2 separate regions of the Xenopus laevis genome follow, and region 2 is linked to region 1. The links are chromatin contacts, called in public Hi-C maps. All regions are on one chromosome and are shown on one strand. Each heading gives the region's core, a stretch centred on a gene start, on an enhancer-like site or on the middle of the called end of the contact. The rest is flanking DNA. Distances are from core to core; before and after follow the strand shown. Region 1 holds the start of plcxd1.L (PI-PLC X domain-containing protein 1). Region 2 holds the start of ppp2r3b.L (protein phosphatase 2 regulatory subunit B', beta L homeolog).

Evidence for each region. A called contact is a pair of places that touch in the nucleus more often than the background predicts.
Region 2: a Hi-C map of the XTC cell line shows a contact between it and region 1, with 3 times the contacts expected there. The contact joins the promoter of ppp2r3b.L here to the promoter of plcxd1.L in region 1. A contact is called at or near these places in 2 of 4 Hi-C or Micro-C datasets (the XL177 cell line and the XTC cell line).

Annotation. Positions count from the first base shown.
Region 1 is chr2L:119,557,012-119,563,441 of Xenopus_laevis_v10.1, reverse strand. It overlaps plcxd1.L (PI-PLC X domain-containing protein 1), which reads right to left and starts at 2,949. Exons shown (of 7, transcript XM_018247146.2): 1 at 2,487-2,949. It overlaps rgn.L (regucalcin L homeolog), which reads right to left. Exons shown (of 7, transcript NM_001085655.1): 6 at 5,995-6,149; 7 at 4,786-4,992. The coding sequence ends at 4,942.
Region 2 is chr2L:119,699,731-119,706,160 of Xenopus_laevis_v10.1, reverse strand. ppp2r3b.L (protein phosphatase 2 regulatory subunit B', beta L homeolog) reads left to right here and starts at 2,856. Exons shown (of 18, transcript NM_001089156.1): 1 at 2,856-2,999; 2 at 4,005-4,348. The coding sequence starts at 4,034.

The DNA of each region.
Region 1 (6,430 bases), core at 1,700-4,199:
AAGTGCTGCAGAACGTAGAATCTACGATCTGTGGCACTTTGGTCCTTTGATCCACAGAACGTAGATTCTACGTTCTGTGGCACTTAAAGGGTTAATGAATAATTATTTCATGAAAGCCTGAAAAAATAAGGTAAAATGTTGTTATAATGGTTTTGTTTTCTAAAGTTGTTTCACTTGCTTTATCATGCCAGATTTTGCCAGGAGGCACTGTTAAAGCCATGGAAATGGATCAAGGAGTCAGGTAATATATCTTTCCATAGAACACAACTGAGCAGACTTTTTGACATGTAAAGGTCAGACCACACTACAAATGTTACATTGAAATGCAGTGAAAAGCTCCTCCCAAAATAGTCGACTCTTCATTTTATTGCGCAGTAAACATGCAACTATATCACAGACATTTAATAAATAATGTATCAGTTAATGCAGGGATCCCCAACCTTTTGAACCCGTGAGCAACATTCAGAAGTAAAAGGAGTTGGGGAGCAACACTTACATGAAAAATGTTCTTGGGCTGCCAAATAAGTGCTGTGATTGGCCATTTGATAGTCTCAATGTGGATTGTCCACCTCCATTGAGACTCTGTTTGACAGTACACCTCGTTTTATACAACCAAAACTTGCCTCCAAGCCTGGAATTCATAAATAAGCACCTGAAGCTAATACATTTTGAGGCAACTGGGAGCAACATCCAAGGGGTTGGAGAGCAACATGTTGCTCACGAGCTACTGGTTGGGGAGTTAATGGTTGGGAGTTAATGTATCAAATTAAACACCATAAGGTAATAAATGGTTAAAAATAAGAAGCAGCTGAGAATTCTCAGTATTTCTGGCATGGAAAGTGTAATCTATGCAATCTATGGTGAGCTAGAAGCCCATTTACTTCTGACCATAGGGCATACTGTATATACAGTAGTTAAGTGTGATTTTCTCCTTCTATAACTATGAAAATGTCTGTATGAATTTGTCAGACGTTTCTTCATGGTGACATCACATATTCATTGAAAATCATAATTGTGCCATTGTGAGCATAAATACTTTAAATAGCTATGCAAGTGTATCCCCCCCTCAATCAGACAGTGATGGGCAAAATATGCCAGTGCATTAACACCATAAAGCAATGATGTATGATTATTATTAATTTGAAAGATATGAAGCAGATAATGAGATACTAAAGTGGCCACTGCATCTCTATAATGGTAGTTTGCAGCCTGGACCTGCCAAAATGACTTTTGCAGAAAAAAATACATTGTTGATATTTTGGCATATTTTCAAGTAGTGCTATTGCACCTAGCAAAACAACCAAGGTAAATACACTATAATCTTTTTGTAAATTGCCAGTGTTTTGGCAAATTTTCATTTTTGGTGAAGGTTTGTCAAATTTGACATTTTGTGCCCTATGTTTCCCTGTGAGGCCTACTGCACTCTCATAATTATTAACTACACCAATTCAATTCTATAAATCTCTCAGTAATCATATTCTGCACCGAACAAAGGGTGAGTGTTACTGATTAACTCATTGCAGTCTTTGGATCTGATTTCCTATGAGACTAGTCAATAATACTGTATAAGCCTTGCAATGTGAGAAGACTCATAGCTGGGATTTGACTTTTTAACAAAGCCCTGGAATGTGGTACAACTGGGTCATAACAAGGAAGTTTACAATCAAAATAAAATACACACAAGCGTCCATTTTCTCACAATCCACCACACTTGCCTTTACGATTTTTAAAATGTGGAAGCAAACAGGAATACCTCAGACAAACTCCACTCACACAGGATCATGGAGATGGTTGTAAAATCTGCAGTTCTAGGGCAGTACTATAATTGCTGTTGGTATTTACTGCAGTCCAGGAATTTGCACTAGAACTGTCCCTGTTTGATCAAGTGATCTGACTCTGCTCAGTGGCAGAATTTTGCAAGGGGTTTATGAATAGTGTGCATTCATGTTTGTCCCGCAGCAGGTGCAGTAAAAGTGCATCCCTTTAGATGTTGCACAGTTACGTATTGCAGCATCACGTTATAGCCACTTATAAATAATAGAGGAGTGATCAGTGCTGTAAGTTAGGTTTCCATATGGCTGGTAAAAATTGTATTTTAAGCCAAAAAGACAGATAACAAATATAATAGTGGCATTATTTTTACCAGAAATAGTGTGTACAGCTCCCACATACTATTCTGATATTCCCTGTGACACCTGTGCACTTTCATTCAGATATATATATATGTTAGGGGTATATTCTCTCTCTTGCAATATATATATATGTATGGCACAGGGTGTTTATGCTGATCCCTCTTGTATTATACTTACTAGGCTCAATAATGGCAGAGAAAGCAAGTGCTGATACATTATTTATTAAGAGAGAGAGAGAGTGTGTGTGTGTGTGACCCCATCATTGCTGCTCTTACTTATTTTATCTTGCAGTAGCCTTCACTACTATACTATTATTACTATTTTCCATTGCGTTCCCCACCCCCGCTCACCTACATAAAGTGGCAGCCTTGTCCTCCCCGCAGTGTCACAGTACATGTGCCGGTGGATTGCGGCTGCCCACAGAGGAGCTCATATGCTGCCCCTGGGATGCCATCCTCTGCGCTTCACAACGTCCCCTGTCCGAGTGCCAGCCTGTCAGATTCTGCGCTCATTGGCTGCCCGGCTGAGGTCTCTTGCTAGTGGTCAGCTCCCTGAAACCGTGACGTCGTCTTCATATGTCACGTGACTTTTCTGCATTCCCTGCATTTTTCTGCATTCCCTGTGGGGAAGTTGCGGGTACTTACCTGCATTGTTAGTTCACAGAGACTTCCATGCTTTTTCACCACAGGACTGTTGAAGTGCCTTGCTATATTTTTCAGGAGTCAGAATTGACAATTGCATTCACAGGCAAATACTGTCTTCTGTAGAAAATGTGTTACCCATAACATAATTGAAACTATTAATATAATACACTTTTAAGGACCTAACACCCCCACAGTTTTAAACTATGTTGGATCCATAATGCCCAGTCACCACACCGTTGCCTGACTCCTAAATTAAAACATTGTTTTTAGAATATACAAAAGAAAAAAAAAGTCCTTACAGGAAGACTATAATACATATAAGCTAAAGACTGATATGCACAGAGATACAGTTCTGGTACCTCATGTCTGTTTTGTTTTCACTTAAATGTTTATTAATTGGCACTTACATACATGTAGGGCATAGGAATAGGAATAGATTTTATACTTATACAATGTATGGAGCCACCTTTTCTGGAAAAACTGTGCAAGTCAAGGCAAGATCTGGATGACTAAGAAAGCTTTCAGAAAATAACTGCTGGCAAGTAAAGCAAAGGCAAAGCCGCATATGACTAAAAAGGACCTGGAGAATATCTTGGCTGACACAAGAGTGGCGGAATTGTATGGGGAACGAATGCACCCAGGCCTGCACCTTCTCAGGCACCTCTGGAGCCTTACACGTGTGAATGTGAAGTGAAGAGTGTCTGGAGGGGGGACAGGACTAGCGGCCTGGCTGCATGTCCTGCACCCGGGCCCCGTCACTGATAAAGAGTAATGTAGTTGCACGGTACAGCATTACTTGCACAACCATGATCTGCATGGAATAGTCACCAGTAAGAACCCTTATCTTTGACCTCAAAGGCAAAAATCTCTACAACAAGAATTAACCCTTAGCTGACTTACTATGGTCTTCAAACTTTTGTATGTCACAATTACTACTCTTTGTTGCTGAGTTTTGAAACACAGTGTAACTGTGCATTAACATTTGCAAATTGTTGTTTAACTCACTAATAGGTGGTTCATTATTTATCTTACAAAATCAACTGAAGATGTCATTTGGCAATGACAGGAGTGTACAAACGTTTGCTTTGTACAGTATTTACATTTCAGGATTTCCTTGAAGAACACTTATGCTTTGATTGTTGCTAAAATAATTTCTATGGGCAGATGTACAGATGAACAGATGTATAAAAAGCAATGAAACTTTCTTTCATATAATTTAGGGGTTTTCTGAAATTGAGAGTTTTTAAAACATAATTACTGGATAACAGATGATATACCTGTATAAATATTGGTGTTCTTTGTGAAAGGAATTGTTCAGTGTAAAAATAAAAACTGGGTAAATGGATAGGCTGTGCAAAATAAAAAAATGTTTCCAATATAGTTAGCTAGGCAAAAATGTAATGTATAAAGGCTGGAGTGACTGGATGTCTAACCTAATAGCCAGAACACTACTTCCTGCTTTTCAGCTCTCTTGGTTTACACTGACTGGTTACCCTGGTTAAGTAACCAATCAGAGACTTGAGGGGAGGCCACATGGGCCATATCTGTTGCTTTTGAATCTGAGCTGAATGCTGAGGGTCAATTACAAACTCACTGAACAGATATGTACCATGTAGCCCCCCTTCAAGTCACTGACTAACTCAGAGTTAGAGAGCTGAAAAGCAGGAAGTAGTGTTCTGGCTATTATGTTAGGCGTCCAGTCACTCCACCCTTTATACATTACATTTTTGCCTAACTAACTATATTAGAAACATTTTTTTATTTTGCACAGCCTATCTATTTACCCAGTTTTTATTTTCACACTGAATTCTTCCTTTAAATTGCCAGTGTCAGTTTGCAGGGAAATGAGTAGGTTTGTAAGAAACTTTTATTACAAGTGGCTAAGGCAGTATTTCTGGTATAGTGAGTAAAGCATTTGGCAACTGCACAAAAATACTGGCAAAGGTGCACACACACAGCCCAGACACACTAAGGTGAAACAGGGAAATAAAAAAATGCTTTACACATTAGAAGTAAAAAAAAACCAGATGGTTTTATTAAGAGATGTAAGAGATGTGCTATATATTTGAGGTCAGAAGAGTCAGCACTAACATGGGAGGTCTGTAGATAAAGCTAATAGAATTTCTACATTCTCCGATGTTGCCTGGAACACTGAGAGCTCTTAATTAACCAGCAAATGCAGTTGGTGCGATTCCTTTTACTCCAAGTCCAGTAATCTGCAAAAAACAAAGTCATTATAGTTACCAGGGTTATAGTATATAAGAAGAAAGACAAAAGACATGTGCCCTCTACCCATCCCATAACTTGAGCATCATTTAGACATGCCAGATTGGTTTAGCTTTTTATCCAGCAGATCTCCAGTTTGGAATTTCCGCAACCTGGTTGCTAGGGTCCAAATTACCCTAGCAACTAGGGATGCACCGAATCCACTATTTTAGATCTGGCCAAACCCCAGAATCCTTTGTGAAAGATTTGCCCGAATACTGAGCCGTATACTCATTTGCATATGCAAATTAGGGGTGGGAAGGGGAAAACATTTTTACTTCCTTGTTTTGTGACAAAAAGTCACACGATTTCCCTCCCTGTCCCTATTTTGCATATGAAAATTAGGATTTGGATTCGGTTTGGCTGGGCAGAAGGATCCTGGATTCAGTGCATCCCTACTAGCAACCATGAATTAATCTGAATGAGAGACTGTCCTAAGAATAGTAAAGGACCTAAATACAAAGATAAGTAACAAAAAGTAGTAATAACAAAAATGTGTGGCTTTACAGAGTATTTGTTTTTTAGATGGATTCCCCCCTCCCCCCCATTTGAAAGCTGGAAAGAAAATTAAATAACTAACATACTATAATAATTAAAAACTATAAAAAAAAATGAATATTGAAGGCCAATTGAAAAGCTGTTTAGAATTGGCCATTGTATAATATACTAAAAGTTAACTTAAAGTGGAACAACCTCTTTAATGCAACATTAGGTTCATATTACAGCCAGACCTTAGACACAAGTTATATTTGTATGAGAATTAAGGGGCACACTTAGTACATCCAGTGGCATAGTACATAGGTCTGCTTCCCACTTTTGCTTCATCTTAAGAACATAAATACATACTTAAATGCATATATATCACTAAAACTGTGTCCTGTATTTAATGCAAGTCTATGTTATTAAAATATTGCCCTTGTATATACTGTGTGTATATCAGACAAATTAATTACTTTGTATATCCCTCCAGATTGAGGCTGGCGTTTCTTCCAGTCTTCGTCCATCCCATCACAAGCAGAAGTCACATACATCTCTGAGTAATCCGGGCCTCCAAAGCAGCAGGAAGTTGTCTTATCGATAGGTAACTTTACAGTCTGAATTTGCTTCCCTATGATTGAAAGACATTGAATAGTAAGGAACCTTAGGTTTTATTGCTCTGTCATCAGTTACCAAATCTGGATATTGGACTGTTAGAACTGATCCTAAAGCTAGGGAGCACATGCCTAGTGTATTTGCAGCACCAGTGAAATATGACTTATACTTAGGATGTTGCATGCAAATTTAAATGCTTAGATCAGTTATCCCCAACTTGTAGCACATGAGCAACATTTTGCTCACCAACCCCTTGGATGTTGCTACCAGTGGCCTCAAAGCAGGTGCTTATTTTTG
Region 2 (6,430 bases), core at 1,607-4,106, 140 kb before region 1:
ACAACCAAAACACCTTTGGTGACACCACACCAAGATTGGGCAAGCAAAGGGCTATTCCTTTTCCCTGCTTACTTATGAGATTAAACCTCATAAAAAAATTAGTAAGTGCAGTGATTCCAGAATAACACATTTTATAGATTTAATTTCATTATAATATTTCATTCTTGTCCATGATACATTCTGCCATTCCCTCCCCTTTGCTATAACACTGTTTTGTAATAGTTACCACAGGCTTGACACAGGGGCCAGGGTGTGGCCAAAAACACTGCCATTTGATGCCTAACATGATTTAAACCATCAAACCATCATCAGGGCTTGCCCCCAATGATTTTTTTAACTTGGGAACCTGACCAGGGCCGGATTTACATAGTGGGCGCCCTTAGGCTCACTACCGTTTGGCACCCCTGTCCCCTCCAGGGGGACAGGAGCAATTCGGATTGGCGCACGGGAAATTTAAAAGTTTTTGTATACCCAGTGATTTTGAACCAATGTGGGTGTGGTTGGGCAGCATGCCGCCTACCTAAAATCCTGCCGCCCTAGGCCCGGGCCAAGGTGGCCTTTCCTCAAATCCGGGCCTGCTTGGGGGCCCTGACCACCATACCTCCCAACTGTCCCTTTCTCGGAGGGACAGTCCCTCTTTTGACAGCTCAACCCGCAGTCCCTCATTTGTACTGGAAAGTCCCTCTTTTCTATGCACTGAACAGCCAGAAAAAGAAACAAAGTTTCTCACTTAATTGGCTTTTAGCAGAGAGCCCAGAACAGCCAACAGGTGCAAATAAGATACTTTGTAACAATTTTGAGACACAAAAACAGTTTCAGATAAGGAGAAATATTTTCAAACTTTCATAACCTGCCAAATTTTGTAAAACAAACATGGTAATTAGGGGGTGTGGCCACAGAAAGTGGTGTGGTCAAAAAATTGCTGCGCTACGTGGCCCTGACCACCAATGGTTTTTTTTAACTTGCAGAGGGGAGTTGGATTGTAAAATTAACTTAAAAATCGGGCTATTTTGTACAAAATATTGGACCTTCTGATGCAACCATGAAAAAGAGTTTAAACCCCAAGATTACATTTGGTCAATAGTCAACCCCAAAATAAAAATTTTCCTAATAAAAGAAAACATAATTCTATACAAATTTTCAATATACATTTATTAAAATGTGTCAGTGCTTTTAAAGGTATTTATAAAACCATTTGATATTTAAAGCAGCATTTGGTTAACACCTGGCTGATACTTTTAAAACAATGTTGCCAAAGTTACCCAGAAAAGACAGGTCTGTTAAAGGGGTTGTTAACCTTCCAAACACTTTTTTCAAGCTCATATGGTTTCAGATTGTTCCCCAGAAATAAAGACTTTTTTCAACTGCTTTCCATTTTTTTATTTTTACCATTTTTCCAAAATCTTTGTTTAGTGTCTCTGTCTCACTGTCTCTCTGTTTAGTATTTCTGTCTCTGCCTTTAAAGGGGTTGTTCACCTTCAAACAACTAGTTGTTTTCAGATAAATCACCAGAAATAACGACTTTTTCCAATTACTTTCTATTTTCTATGCGTCACTGTTTTTCTAATACTGAAGTGTAAAGGGGGAGGGTGGCAGACCCTGTAAACTGTTCTAAAATGATTCATTTAGTTGATATATTTCTAATTTGTCCCTGCTGAGCAGAATCTCTGGGTTTCATTACAGGCAGCTGTTAGAATTGTGATACCATAGTTGTTAATACTCCAGAGATGCTGCTGAGAAATGTATCAACTAAATGTTGCAAAATTGCATGAAAAACAGTTTAGAGTCTGCACCTGAATTACTGAGTTGTCAGACTGAAACACCAGAGACAGGGACATTCAACTTTAATGGGGTTGTTCCATACCTCCCAACTGTCCCTTTTTCGGAGGGACAGACCCTCTTTTGACAGCTCAACCCACAGTCCCTCATTTGTACTGGAAAGTCCCTCTTTTCTCTGCACTGAACAGCCAGAAAAAGAAACAAAGTTTCTCACTTAATTGGCTTTTAGCATAGAGCCCAGAACAGCTAACAGGTGCAAATAAGATACTTTGTAACACATTTGAGACACAAAAACACAGTTTAGATAAGGAGAAATATTTTCAAACTTTCATAACCTGCCAAATTTTGTAAAACAAACATGGTAATTAGGGGGTGTGGTCACAGAAAGGGGTGTGGTCAAAAATTGCTGCGCTACGTGCGGGAAAACATTTTTTGTTCCTCTGTTTACTTCCAAAATGTTGGGAGGTATGGTTGTTCACCTTCCAAACACTTTTTTCAGTTAATTTGTTTTCACCTTGTTCCCAAGTAATAAATACTTTTTTTTTCAATTACTTTCCATTATTTATTTTTTTTTCTCTTTTTCCAAAATCTATTTCTAGAATTGTATCAACTAAATGTATCAGTTTAGACCAGTTTAGAGAGTCGGCGACCCCCCCCCCTCTCCCAGAGCTGCTTTAGATGATGAAAATTACGCTTTGTACTTCTATATTAGAAAAATGGTCTCAATTACAAAATAGAAAGTAATTGGAAAAAGTCTTGAGAACCATAGAGAATTTGTAATGAATATATATGGCAAAATTGCTCAGAATCATGTTTTCTATTATTATGGATTTTTTTTAATTTTTGGGTTAACGTGCCCTTTAAATATCGAGAGCCGAGACGTTGGTGTCAGTGGGAATAAAAAAACAACAAGAAAAGATTAAAAAACATTATAAGCTGACGGCCGTAGCCTGCCATGTCCTACTAGTGTTATTTTTATTTATAACCGAGTACAAATAAAATATTATGTTACGTCTCAAAGGAGGCAAAGTGCCGCGTCACTGCGCTTATATACGTGCAGAGTGACGCAATCTCGCGAGATGACGTCGGGATTTCCTTTCCGGCAGGAGTCAAAGGATTGTATGTTGTTGACTGTGTCGCGGGACGTTTAAGCAGCATTTGGAACTGTGGGCTGTGTTAAGAATATAGGGGCCTTTACCGCGAAGAGCAGAATTTGTGTGGTATGATCAATTTCTAGAATAGGCTTTGCTCTCTTTTTTTTTAATGCTGAAACAAAAAGTGAAATTTGTGGGTTGTTTTTTTTTTTTACTATAAAATATATTCAAAACGTATGATTGTAGGTTCCCTTTATTGTCATTAGAAATGTTGCTTCGTGTGTAAATTCCAGAGTTGGGTTTGTTTAAATTTCTATTGAAGGAAAGCTGACAATATTGTCTATTGGCCTTTAATTGACAATATAATAATTCCTAACCTGGTCCACTTTAAGTAAGGTGAACTTTGAAAACTGTGGGGAAAAGTAAATGGCGGTTCCCAGTTTTTATCTTCCATTTAGAGCAGCAGCGTTGACCTCTCCTCCAAATCATGTCTCTCTCCAACATATATAGAGGCAAAATGTTGGTATAAACTGCAGGTGACATTTTATAACCCTGGGTGCAATGCTTAAAGGAGAATTCAACCCTAATGTTAAAAAACTCCTACCCTACATAGACCCGTCTCCCCAGCCTAAGTGTTCCCCTGGGCAAATGCCCCTAACGTTTTACTTACCCCTTGGTGCAGATTCAGGCATCAGAGTTCATGGGCGTCATCTTCGGAATGAGACTGGCGCTTCTGCAATTTTCATGAGTTTCAGAAAATTGCTCTAACTGTGCATGCGCCGCTATGCTGGTCTCATTCCGAAAATTTCCAAAGAGAAGACGATGGCTGCCGTGAACTCCGATGCTTGAATCTGCACTGAGGGGTAAGTAAAACGTTAGGGGCATTTGCCCAGGGTACCACTTAGGCTGTGGAGGGGGGTCTATGTAGGGTTGGGGTTGAATTCTCCTTTAAGTGTGAGAGAAGTCACAATATCACTTTGTTATTAAGAAACCTAATCTTTTAACTATATGATAATGTTCAAAATAGATGTTTACAAATGCATTCAGTAGTTCAGTCAAGTAAAACACAGATTGACTATTGAAGTCATCAAATCTTGCAGTTTCACTAACATTTTCACGTTTATGTTTTAGGTTCCAATACTTTCAGAAACTCCTCAGTCATGCCGACCACAACCGTTTTAAAGCCTGTTTTAAAAATGAAAGTGGATGAATTATTCTTACGTTGGCTTAGTGAGACCCCAACACAGTTGCTCCTCAATGATTACTTAAGACGAATAAAAAATGGGGAGAAAATTCTGCCGGAAACTGATGACTACGGGACAAAGGAAATATCTAGCAAAAGTACTTTGCATTCGGTTCATAAAGCACTAGATAACTTGTCACTGTCTCCCCAGTCCGCTCTCCCACCTGGTTCTTATGGAAGTCCAAGGAGTGGACTTACTCCTAGAAAACGTCGATCTAGTAGCGTAGGGGTGGTAAGTGTTCAAATAATGTGTTCTTTATTAATTAGTCTGTTCTAGACTTAAGCACTTAAGCAGACTTAAGTGTAAGACACAGCAATACAATTGTATTAAATATAGTTAAAAATTCTATGATTTCTGATTACTGGAGACCCAGAGCTCTATTGAACAGTTTGTGTTTGCTATCAAGTTTGTATATGTAGAGTTGTTTACATGATCTATAGAAGTAGAGTAGTATAAAATTGTATATGTTTTTGCCATAAATTAGCTCATTTGTAGGAGATGGGAAATACAGATTTGAAAGAACCCCAATTCAATAGTTGTACTCCTATGATAGATTTAGCAAAAAGTGCACTGACGAAGGAAATAAGAAGGGCCATGTCCCCATTTTGATCACCTTTTACAGGTGTTCCTAACATAGGCATGCCTGTATGCGTAGTATAGTTATATTAAAAGTCTGAAGAGGGATGCCTGGAAAAAGTAAAGATGGCAATGCTATTTTTTTTTTTTTTAGGCCAGTGTCTAAAAGGAGCTCCTGTTCAGAGAAAAAAGCTAGCTTTTACTGGGGCTGTATTGAATATATTTGTAATCCCCCCCCCCTTGTCATTTTAATTGGACTCCTTCACATTTAATAGAGTTTCTGCAAATATAAAAGTAAATACTACAAATTAAAATAATTCACTGCACGTAAATTCACTGAATTTGATTATCTGCAACATTTTTTAAGTGTATCAGCCTTGTACCTGACAAAGGATTGTGCTCTTCAGCCCAAAGAAATGTCATTTGTAAATGTTTTGGTTTCTCTTTTGAAATAGCAGACTCTGGCACAATGTAAGAAAAAAAGCATTAAAGGAGAAGGAAATGTATTATCACTGGGTGATGCCAAATTTAAGGCACCCTGCAGTGATTATAATTGTTTAACTTAGCGCTCAGCTGGGTGCCTCTCTTGTCTTAAAACTGGCCTGGGTATTTCTGTAAGAGCTCATTTGTCACAATCGTCTTTCACTTCTTTCTTGTTTTTCTTCAGGTGTGGGCAAGTGCATGCATAGTAGACCGCAAAACCGAGCCTTTTGCATCTAAATTAAGTTTTTCACTCTATTGCGCATGCTCCTTCCCAGACCGAAACAAAGAGGGGATGGAAGCAGTCTAAGAAGATGGGTGACATAATGATTTTCTACAGAAATACCCTAGGCCAGTGCAGTCTTACCAAATAGAAGCACCAGCCTTGGGTATCAGGTAAGCAATTATAACCACCGGTGGGGTGCCCAACATTTTGGCACCCCCGGTGATTATATGTTTAATTCACCTTTAATTTGTGATGTAATTGTCACCAGTATTTTATAAAGGTATTTTTTTATACTAGTGATGTGCGGTCAACTAAAACTGCACCTGCATCCGATCCTAACCCGGTGTGCTCCTTCATTTATATACCCGCTCCCGTCCCTCTATGACTTCACGAAAGGGGGCAGGGCACGTCCGGCGGAAGTATATAAAAGAGCATGCGTGGAAGTGGGGCAGTAGAAGGATGCGGGCTGGGTGGATGTAGGCTAAAGTTCAGCCCGCCCAAGACATTGTGCACAAGTGGGCCCAAAAAATTACGTATGCATTCTGCCTAAACTATCTTATGTATCGCATCAGCATCAATCGACTGGTTAGTTACAAGACCATAATACAGGGATCCATTTTGTTCTGTGTTTAAATGATGTTAAGATCTGATTGGTACAGGAGCAGTTGTGGTTCTGGAAGTGGGCTGGAAGTTACTTCTCTGCACACCCAGACTTGCAACATAATCAACTTGTGTGCTTGTGACTTAACCTCCAGCAAACTGGGCCCTTTGGTGCTACTACCAACTGTTGCTAAAGGCAGCTTGCTCTTTATTTTAGTTTGTTATAATTAAGATTAGTACAAAATAGGCAGCATACACCTTCTAACTTTATAGGGTGGATAGAATAATAAAAATACATATAATTATATGCAGCTAACATTCTATCCATTTAGTTACTCTATTTGCTTACAGCTTAGAGGCATCATAATGTCAGGCAGGTTATGTGCCCTTCTAAAATACCATGTCCTCAGCTGGAGCACACATATTTGGAA